Linked DNA regions of Ovis aries: region 2 is linked to region 1. Evidence: chromatin contacts called from public Hi-C data. All regions are on one chromosome and are shown on one strand. Each heading gives the region's core, a stretch centred on a gene start, on an enhancer-like site or on the middle of the called end of the contact. The rest is flanking DNA. Distances are from core to core; before and after follow the strand shown. Region 1 overlaps XRRA1 (X-ray radiation resistance associated 1). Region 2 holds the start of TPBGL (trophoblast glycoprotein like).

Evidence for each region. Hi-C and Micro-C count contacts between places; a contact is called where the count stands out from the background.
Region 2: a Hi-C map of skin fibroblasts shows a contact between it and region 1, with 2.0 times the contacts expected there. The contact joins the promoter of TPBGL here to the enhancer-like site in region 1. A contact is called at or near these places in 11 of 16 Hi-C or Micro-C datasets (blood, hypothalamus, liver and 6 more).

What each region holds. Positions count from the first base shown.
Region 1 is chr15:52,908,013-52,913,188 of ARS-UI_Ramb_v3.0, forward strand. The region is part of intron 8 of XRRA1 (X-ray radiation resistance associated 1); the gene reads right to left. Among named protein-coding and RNA genes, the nearest start is that of SPCS2, 32 kb to the right of the region's middle. Within about 2 kb of position 3,134, at least 3 of the 54 cell types and tissues checked have an H3K27ac peak or open chromatin away from gene starts, as enhancers often do.
Region 2 is chr15:53,185,340-53,190,604 of ARS-UI_Ramb_v3.0, forward strand. It overlaps TPBGL (trophoblast glycoprotein like), which reads left to right and starts at 2,682. Exons shown (of 1, transcript XM_015100809.4): 1 at 2,682-5,265. The coding sequence starts at 2,945. The coding sequence ends at 4,114.

The sequences.
Region 1 (5,176 bases), core at 1,884-4,383:
AACAAGTTCAATAAAGATTTTTAAAATGGCCCACGTTAAAAAAGAATCTTAAAAAAAATTAAAAATAAAACTCCAGAGATAGAAACCGGGCATAAAAAGCTACTTTTGCCATAAGGATATTTGCTGATATTATTGAAAGAGAAGGTGGGGCATATAATTGGAGATCCTCACTTGAGTCTGGGATCCTAAAGACAGGTATCCTCAGAACCAGAACTAAGCCCATTCCTCTCATCCCCAAACCAAGGGAAAACTACCTTGGAGTGAACAGAGAAGGGGAAGGCGGAGGGCAAGCTTGTCTTCCTGAAAAACTCCAGCTGATATTTGTATCATTGGAGTGGCTCATAAAATAGCCAGCTAGTTTATTTAGTTTAAAATGGTTCCATACCAGGCACCTAGGCACCTGGCCAAAATAAATGGAAAGGCTTATGGTCCTGCAGACTAAATACCATGAACCAACTCTCTCCCAAGTATAAACTATAAAATCCAGACTATATACACATACATACATATATATATATATATAAAAGACAATCTTCTTTAGGGCATCTGGGAACTAATAAGCTGTGAAAATTTAGGGCACCAAGATTTGGAAGAAGGAGAAAACTTGAAGGGAATCATGTAACATTTGGGGCCACTTTTTGCCTAGGGCTCTCTGCTGACTCCAGAAGTGGCTGAGAAGCTAAGCAGAGATTCTGACAACCTTGCTAGTCCAGGAGGTCAAAAACTGGGGTCCAGAGTATGTCATAGAAAGGGAGCCCCAATCAACTGGCCCTGTTTTAAGTTAGGGCAATGGAAGACTAAATCCAAAAAGGAAGTGTGAACTAGAAAACTGTGATCCTTGCAGGGACCGAAGACTAGCTTCAAACAACTTCAATTTCTGTAAATGAATTAAGCTGATTTTGGTGACCTATATAGCCAAAAGAACTCTAGATCTGGTGAGGAAAAAAAGTGATTTGAGTTGCCCACAGGGGGAGTCATCATTTCTCATTCAGTTCCTGACTATCTACATTTAAATTAAAACTAATCAAACTTTAATAAAATGAAATATTCAGCTCCTCAGTCACACTAACCACATTTCAAGTGCTCAATATGACTAGTGGCTACCATACTGGACAATGAAGCTATAGAACGTTTCCAACAATATAGAGAATGCTAATGAACGCTTTCAAATATAACTAGAAAATATCTGCAAATTGGTGCTAAGTCTGGGGTATGAAAGGCATGGTGGTCCATACCAAAAGTGGGCAAGTGTGATGATTCAAAGGAAGAATGGAAATTTAGCAGGTGAAGGGACCTGGTAAACTCACAAACCTACTTTGTGGTTATCTCCCCAGTTCTTACATCATTAGAAAAGATGCACTAAGCCACTGACAAAATAATCACACTTTTTTTACTGACCAATAACATGAGGCCTATTATAATAGGAAGGGCCAAACTGAAGCCCTAGGAATTTTGCTTCCAAAACGGTAAATCAAAGATAATTCTACATCTCTGAGGTAACTGCAGAGATTACTGCAAACACTAAAGACTGGAAAGGTAGAAGGATGATGAGTCCTATAACGTCCCTGTTTATCTTGTTTATTTGACTTGTGCAGAAGACAGGTCTCAAAGAATGACTGTAAATTACTCAATCACACGGTGACTCCAATTTCAGCCACTGTTCCCTATGTGAACTCTTCTTACTGTAGCACATCAACACAGCCCCTAGAACTTGTGATACTCCAATTTCAGCCACTGTTCCCTATGTGAACTCTTCTTACTGTAGCACATCAACACAGCCCCTAGAACTTGTGATATAGCTAAGGATGTTCCAGATGTTACTTTATTAATGAACAAGAACCACCAGAAGCAGTCTGCTTTCACCTGACAGGGACAGCAGTATACCTTTGTTCTCTTCCCTGGGGGGCTACCTTAATTCTTTAGCTCTATCATAACCTAATCCTTGGAAATCTTGATTATTTTGGTATTCCACAGAACACTATGTTGACTGGAGCTAAAGGGCAGGAAATTAAAATACTTTAGATACATCAGTATGGATTGTGCCACGGGATGGAGGTAAACCTTACAAAAATTCAAGAAACTGACACCGTGATTAATGTTCTTGATGTCCAGGTATCTGGAGCATGTTGGAATATACCTCCAATGTGAAAGACATCTTTCACTGCCTTCTACTAAGAAAAAGTTACAAAGCTTTGTTGGCTTTTTTTTGGGGGGGGGCAGCCACACATAAAATATTTGTGCTGTTCTGATCCATTTACTGAGGCTGCTAGTTTTGTGTAGGAAGAGCAAGGCAAGGCTCTGCAACAGGCCCAATTGCCATGCAAGTTGCTCTCTGGGCATTATGTAATTTACCAAGGGTATTGGGTATTATGACTTAGCAGGTCCAACTGTGTTCTGTCTAAGGCTGTATAGATAGGGTTACCATATATGCTGGTTTTCAAGGACAGTTTAAATTTTCGCCTGTTATCACCATATAATTAATAGTGATGCTTTTCCCTCTCAACGATGTTCCTGGTTTGGATGAAAAATAGAGTGAATGGTCACTCATTCTATGAATACAGCCTTTGTAAGGCATCAATTACAGAATCATATTTTGAGCAAAGTTATGCTCTATTCTTCATGTAACTATTTTCCTTTTGAAAAACAGCTTCTGGCTTACTCCTGCATGTTGGTAGAGACCGAATACCTGACCACAGTTCACTAAGGTGACCACATTTACTAAGCTGTGCATCATGACCTGAATGTTCAGAACTTTCTCAGCACATGAAAATAATACTGGAGATCAGCTCAAGCAAATCTGGAAAGTTGAATGAATTAACATTGCTTAGATTTCTATGATGCCTACTCCTGCTGTACTGTTTCTTCTCCGTCAACCCATAACTAATGTTCTAGGACCACTGGGTGCAGGAAAACAATATGCAACTGGATTTACAAATGGTTTTGCATGATATGCTGATACTAACCAAAACCAGACTGTTGCAGGATTATAGCTCCATACAAAGGTGGCTCTGAAAGACAGGGGAGGAGAAATCCTCCCAAGAGATAAAACCCAGAACAATAGATCTGACTGTTCATTTTCCTTGGTTGGTGAGATAGCCAAAAGTGCAGGTCTGTGCTGATTCATGGGCAGTGGTTTAGCTGATGAGTCAAAGCTTGGAAACCATAATGTAAAACTGCTGACAGGGAGGACTGAGGGAGAATTATGTGAATGGACCTCTCAGAATGAATAGGATGAGAATTATTTGTATCTCGTGTGAATTCTCACAAAGACTATCCACTTCAGAGAAGACTCTCGATGATCAGGTGAACAAGATGACCCATTCCATGAATGTCAGTTAGATACCCTGCTACTTGCAAAATGGCCTTGGCAGCAGGGAAGAAAACTACATACTTCCCCTCCACAAAGTTCATTTGGCTACCAGTCCTGTTGAACACCCAACCTGCCAATAACAGAGGCTAATGCTGAGTTGCTAACATGGCACTATTTCTAGGAGGATTAGCCATCCAGTAGAAGGATGACTAGAGTGGACGTTTACTTTCATAAAAGGAGCAGTGATTTTTTTTTTCTTACTGAAATATGTATGTATTTGAGACATGGATTTTCTCTGCCTAACCACAGTGTTCTGCCAAGCATCACAATCTGTGGATTTACAGAACGTCTTATTCATTATTTAAATAGTACACATAACATTGTTTTTAACCATGGAACACATTTCATTGCAAAGAAGTACAATAATGGACTCAAGGACATGGAGTTTAATTTTTTGCCATGTACTCCATCACACAGGACTAGCTGACCTAACAGAACTGTAAAACAGTCTTCTGACAACTTATTTATTCCACTAGCTAGGAGACTACCCACTGTGAGGTTGGATGCTGACTTACAGGATGGAGTATCACATAAACTAGCAACTAAAACTGATTCTGTTTTTCTCATACTGGATCATAAGGGCCTAGGAATGAATGAATGAAAATGAAAGCAGCTCCTCTTACAATTTGCTTCTAATTCCTGCAGCTCTGAGTTCCTAAGTTAGAGCTCTGAGTTTCCTTGGGAGGAATACTTTTACAGGGGACACAAAAATAGTTCGACTTAACTGGAAGTTAAGTTTAATGCTGGCCTCTTGGGTTCTTTATTCCACTGAACCAACAGGCAGGGAAAGAGGGGTTTATTATATTGGCTAGGTGACTGATACCAATTATCAGAAGTAAGTATGATTGCTGCTCTACCTTGAGGGCAAAAAGGAATATCTTTGGAATCCAAAGAATTATCTGATATTCCTCTTAAAAGCGTCATGTCCATTAGTCAAAGTTGATGGAATTTCTGCAAGGTGAACAGAGTTCTGGACTGGGATGATTGTGATGGTTGCCCAACAGTGTGAATGTACTTAATGTTGCCTTAAGATAGAAAGCCTTAGGACAGAAAGCTCTTAAGCCTTAAGATAGAAAGGCTTCTGATAGGGAAAGAGGACAGTCTAAGGTAGCCCTTGGAATATGTACAGAAGCAACATGAGAAAGTAATGGTCATAAGCCTGCTCTCTGGAGTCAGATGGACTTGGTTCAAATTCTGCCTCTGCGACTTGGCTTTGTAACTCTGGTTGAGTTATTTAATTTACCTGTGCCTCAATTTCCTCATCTATAAAATGAGGGTGATGATAATAGGGCACTTACCTCATAGGGCTGTGAGGATTAAATTAGTTAGTATATATTAAGAGTGTCTAGTCAAGGCTATGGTTTTTCCAGTAGTCATGTATGGATGTGAGAGTTGGACTGTGAAGACGGCAGAGCACCGAAGAACTGATGCTTTTGAACTGTGGTGTTGGAGAAGACTCTTGAGAGTCCCTTGGACTGCAAAGAGATCCAACCAGTCCATTCTGAAGGAGATCAACCCTGGGATTTCTTTGGAAGGAATGATGCTGAAGCTGAAACTCCAGTACTTTGGCCACCTCATGCGAAGAGTTGACTTATTGGAGAAGACTTTGATGCTGGGAGGGATTGGGGGCAGGAGGAGAAGGGGACGACAGAGGATGAGATGGCTGGATGGCATCACTAACTCGACGGACATGAATCTGAACTCCAGGAGCTGGTGATGGACAAGGACGCCTGGCGTGCTGTGATTCATGGGGTTGCAAAGAGTCGGACACAACTGAGTGACTGAACTGAACCGAAGAGTGTCAGA
Region 2 (5,265 bases), core at 1,432-3,931, 280 kb after region 1:
CTTCACATTATCACAATTGCTCTAAAAGGACCAGAAATGACAAATTCAGAAGCCCACCTACTCTGCAGAAATAGAAGCTGACAGCCCAGAGATGGAGAGAGGTCCAAGGTCACACCAGACCCTACTTGCCATCTGTTCTTGGCCTCAGATCCCTGGGGTCAAGAAGAGATTTTCCTGTGGTGCTGGCCACTCAGACACACCTACTACCTTGGACAGAGCCCTGGGCCAGGTGCTGGGGTCAGGTTTCCAGGCAAAGGCCTGAGGACCACAAGTTTTTTGACAAGTCCCTGGCCTCTGGCCTCACCATCCCATTTATAAAACACAGTCATTGTCTTGTTTTCTGTCCGTTGATGGTCCTAGGTTCTTTCCCCAACTGAGGTGTCTAGTAAATGTACACACATCCCCACCCCCATCACCAAAGCTGTTGGCTCCCCTGCAGGGCTTCCCCTGGAGGCCATCAGCCAATCAGAAACCAGCCACTATGGGGCCTGAGAAGGGAGAGCGGGCCTTAAAGGCTGGCCTGTGATGTCTTAGTGGCTGGAGCCTGAAGGGGCTGTACGCAGCAGGACAGGAAACCAAAGACCTTTTCATTCACTCATTCATTTACAAACACTTACTGCACAGTCTCTTGCGCTAGTCAGTGTGCCAGAAACACAACAATGAGGAAGAGCCAGTGCCTCCCACTGGGGAAGATGTCAGAGCTGGGGCTTGGAGCTGACATGGGCCAGGGCTGGGGTGAACGCAACAGCTGAGGGCCCAGCGTCCATGGCATGCTTGAGCTCTTGTGCCATATAAGAAAAGACAACACACCCTGTTAACTCCATGGACCAAGGGTGTGGTGGAGGGCAGGAGTGGGCTCAGTGTGTTGGCCGACCTCTGGATGCATGTGCTTGCATAAGTCTGTTAAGTTTGTCCCTCTGAGAACACACCCAGGCACCTGCATGGGCCCAGAAGTATGAATGTTCAAATATGTATGTGCTTATGAATCTATGGACACATACTAGAATGCACTCAAATCTATGTTCACATGTACACACGTATGAATGCTTCTGCAAGTACGTGTAAGAAGCACATCTGAGCCTGCCTGGAACTGTGCGCAAGCTTATGCAAGCCTTCCTGTGCATGTGTAGGCACACACAAGTGAGCATGAGTGCGTGTATGTGCTCACATGTGGACATACCTAGGCCTGCTTACATGTTAAGCTGGCTTCTACGCATACATGTGAGTATACAACCGCACTTCTGAAAAGACATGTCCAATATGCATGTGCAAGTCGCTATTCTCATCTGCCAAACCTTGGGAGTGACAGCAGGGACAGGGGAGAGAGTGGGAAGGAGGAGAGGTCTTCCTCCCACCCCCAGCATCAATAGCCCTGGACTTCAGTATTGAACCCTGTCTCAGACCCAGGCCTCTCCTTAGGTGGTATTGATCTGTCAGTTGATCAGTTAAATGTACTTTCAGGGAAGGAGTGAACCCAGCAATCCCTAATTTCAGGAGAAACAGACTGCTTCTTAGGTTGGGGGGAGCCTTTATCCCAACCAGCTCTGCTCATACCAGAAGGGCCTGAGGATCAAGTGTCAACTGCTACAGCCTGAATAATTCATGCCAAGGCCAGGAGAGCTCCCTTCTCAGGAGCCTGTCTCTTTAAATCAGGCCTGGAGCTTCCCTGGAGGGGTGGTGGGGGAGGGCGGGAATCCAGAGCAAAACAAACCTATAAACAGCTCAGCCTTGGTCCCTTCTGAGACCCCCTACTCCAACAGTGCAAAATCTGCTTCTGGTCTCCCCACATCTGGAGCCCCAAACCCTCCTACCCATTCACAGGTGGGGTACCCTGGAGAGGAGGAGGGGCAGCTGATGTCATCCAACAACCCTAAGGTCCTGAGACCCAGGACAATCAAGCAGGGGTCCAAGGTGCTGGGGCAAGGAGGGGGGCAGCAAAGAGCTTAATCACCACGCCCACCAGGTCCCAGGGCCTAGGAGAGTGCTTGGGGGAGGAGTCCAGCCTGGTGGAGAAAACCAGATGGAAGAAATCCTGGCGGAGCAGCCAGCGACTTGGGGGGAGGAGGGGTGGAAGGAAGAAGGGGGTTGTCTTGATTTCCTTGGGTAGATGGGGTGGGGTGGAAAAGATGGAGGTCTCCTGGAACGTGGAGGGATGCTGACAGAGCCAGATCAGATGAAACTGGGGTCGCAGAAGAGGGGGCTGAGGCTGGGGATTTTCCTCTCCTAGCACGCCCTCTCCTTGATCACAGGAATTAGGAAGCAGCTGAAAAACGAGGAACTTTCCCAGCTGACCCCTCATCCCTGCCTGCACTTGGAGGAAGAACTCTAAAATCCTGCCCCTAAATTCTCCCTTGGAGATGCTGACCCACCTGCCAGCTCTCCCCAGCCCGGTCCCGCCCCGCCCCACACGTGCCTGAGAGGTAAGAGAAAGGAGCCAGCTTAAACGCGGAGGGTGGGGGAGATGAGAGGGAACTAAGTCAGAACCTCGGAGAGTCAAACTTCACAGCAGTCCGGGAGCCGAAAGGTGGGGGGGACAAGAGCAGCAGCCCACAGCCCTGGATCTCGGGAGCCTTCCACCCCGCCTCTCCGCTAGGAGGGCGCGGAGACACCGCTGGGGGCGGAGGAGGTGGCTGGGAGGCGGGGAGGGGGGAGGCAAACCCTGCCCACTCGGCTCTGAGCCCAGAGCGGCCGCGGAACTCGGAGGCCGGTGCGCAGGGCGAAGAGGGCACCGGGGGCGGGGGGCTCCGCTCCCTGCCTGTCCCCTCTCGCCCCAACCAGGAAAGTGAAGGTTCCTCGGACTCTAGAGCCAGCGGACGGAAGGACCACCACCGCCGGGCGCTCGGACTCAAGGACTTGCCCCACCCGCCCCCCTCCCCGCCCCCGAGGCGCTCCGCACTCACTGGTGAGCGCCGCGACCCGGGCGCTGGATGTGGGGGCAGCTGCGATGGCCCCGCGCGCGGGACAGCCGGAGCACAGGGGCCCGCTGCTGCCGGGGCTGCTGCTCGTGGCGGCGGCGCTGAGCCGACCCGCCGCGCCCTGTCCCTTCCAGTGCTACTGCTTCGGCGGCCCCAAGCTGATGTTGCGCTGCGCGTCCGGCGCCGAGCTCCGGCAGCCGCCGCGGGACGTGCCGCCCGACGCGCGCAACCTCACCATCGTGGGCGCCAACCTGACGGTGCTGCGCGCGGCCGCCTTCGCCGGCGGGGACGCGGACGGGGAGGAGGCGGTGGAGGGCGGCGTGCGCCTGCCGCACCTGACCGCTCTGCGCCTCACGCACAACAACATCGAGGTGGTGGAGGACGGCGCCTTCGACGGGCTACCCAGCCTGACGGCGCTCGACCTGAGCCACAACCCGCTGCGCACCCTGGGCGGCGGCGCCTTCCGCGGGCTGCCCGCGCTGCGCTCGCTGCAGCTCAACCACGCGCTGGCGCGGGGCGGCCCCGCACTGCTGGCCGCGCTGGACGCCGCGCTCGCTCCGCTCGACGAGCTGCGCCTCCTGGGCCTGGCGGGCAACGCGCTTAGCCGCCTGCCCCCCGCCGCTCTGCGCCGGCCGCGCCTGGAGCAGCTGGATGTGCACCTCAACGCCCTGGCCGGCCTGGACCCCGACGAGCTGCGGGCGCTAGAACGCGATGGCGGCCTCCCGGCTCCGCGCTTGCTGCTCGCGGACAACCCCCTGCGCTGCGGCTGCGCCGCGCGCCCCCTGCTGGCCTGGCTACACAACGCCACGGAGCGCGTACCCGACGCGCGGCGCCTGCGCTGCGCCGCCCCGCGGGCGCTGCACAACCGGCCTTTCCTGGACTTGGACGAGACGCAGCTGCGCTGCGCCGACGGCGATGCCGACGGTCGCGGGGATGAAGTGGAAGTCGCCGGCCCGGAGCTGGAAGCCTCCTACGTCTTCTTCGGGCTGGTTCTGGCGCTCATCGGTCTCATCTTCCTTATGGTGCTCTACCTAAACCGCCGCGGCATACAGCGCTGGATGCGCAACTTGCGCGAGGCGTGCCGGGACCAGATGGAGGGCTACCACTACCGCTACGAGCAGGACGCCGACCCGCGCCGCGCGCCCGCCCCGGCCGCGCCCACTGGCTCACGCGCCACTTCCCCGGGTTCGGGCCTCTGAGCTTCGGCTGTTCTGACTTGGGGACTGCCCCTGCCAGCTGATGACCTTACTGAGGCCACCTCGCCCGAGACCGTGGGTATGGGGCACCCGCGAGCTTGAGGCTTTGAGACCTGCCCCTGCCCTGAGACCTTTGGATTATGGCATCTCCCCAACCCAGAGGCCTGGAGCTGTACCCCTTCTCCCCAGCTTCTGAGAGCTGTCACCATCGAAGACCCAGAGACACCCTCTTCTGATTCCAGAACCACCCCCATCCACTCATCCCAGGCTCTGAAAGCCCTCCTGAACCACCCGAAGCCCCTTCCCCCTTTTAGGACTCACTCGGAGACCCTGTCCTTCTATCCCAAGCCCCTGAGACTGCTTCCACCACCCTGTGCGTTGAACCCAGACCTCTCAGCAGGAAACACCCCCCCCTAAACTACACTCCAGCTTGCAGCCCTCAGCTCCCTTCTAGTGCTCAGGGGCCCTCACATCCCATTCTAGTCTCAGAATCAGAGCACCCCCTTCAGAAGGTTTTTGTGGACTTTGAGCCTTTTTTCTTTTACCCGCTCATCCTGCATACAGACCTACATCTGGGGGCTCTGAGGGCTGGGCACCCTCCCCCTATCTGAAGATGTATTTCATACCACCCACCGCCTCAGCTCGAGCTCAAGCCCCTCCTTGGCCCAGGCTTGGCACTCAGCTCCTAACTCTGCCATCACAGGGACAAGGACACCTCGTTAAACCCTTAGTGTGGAGCTGATCCTCAGCGTTTCCCACTTTGGGTTCTCATACCCTAATACTCAGTCCTTGTTCCCAATTTGAGACTCTCAGCTCTTTACCCTGGTCTGAGTTAAATCCCTTTACCCAAGTTTTGGGCTCTCAGTTCTCTCTACACCCATCGCTTGCACTCAGTACCCACACCTGCCACTCACTGGGTCAGGTCCAGTGAGGACTCCATCCCTGGGAGATGCCCACCCCCCTTTCCTCTTAGGATGAGCTCTCTAGCCTTGAAAAACAGGCAGGTGCCAAGCACCGCTCCCCCCCAACCATGCTAGCAGATCCTCATGAGAGATCCTGGAGGAGAGAGTCCTGGGGGTGCAAAGTAGATGGGCTGGCCTTAGAACCTGGGTCAGCTCACCTTTGTGCCCACAGAGAGGGGTGGAAGAGGAGGC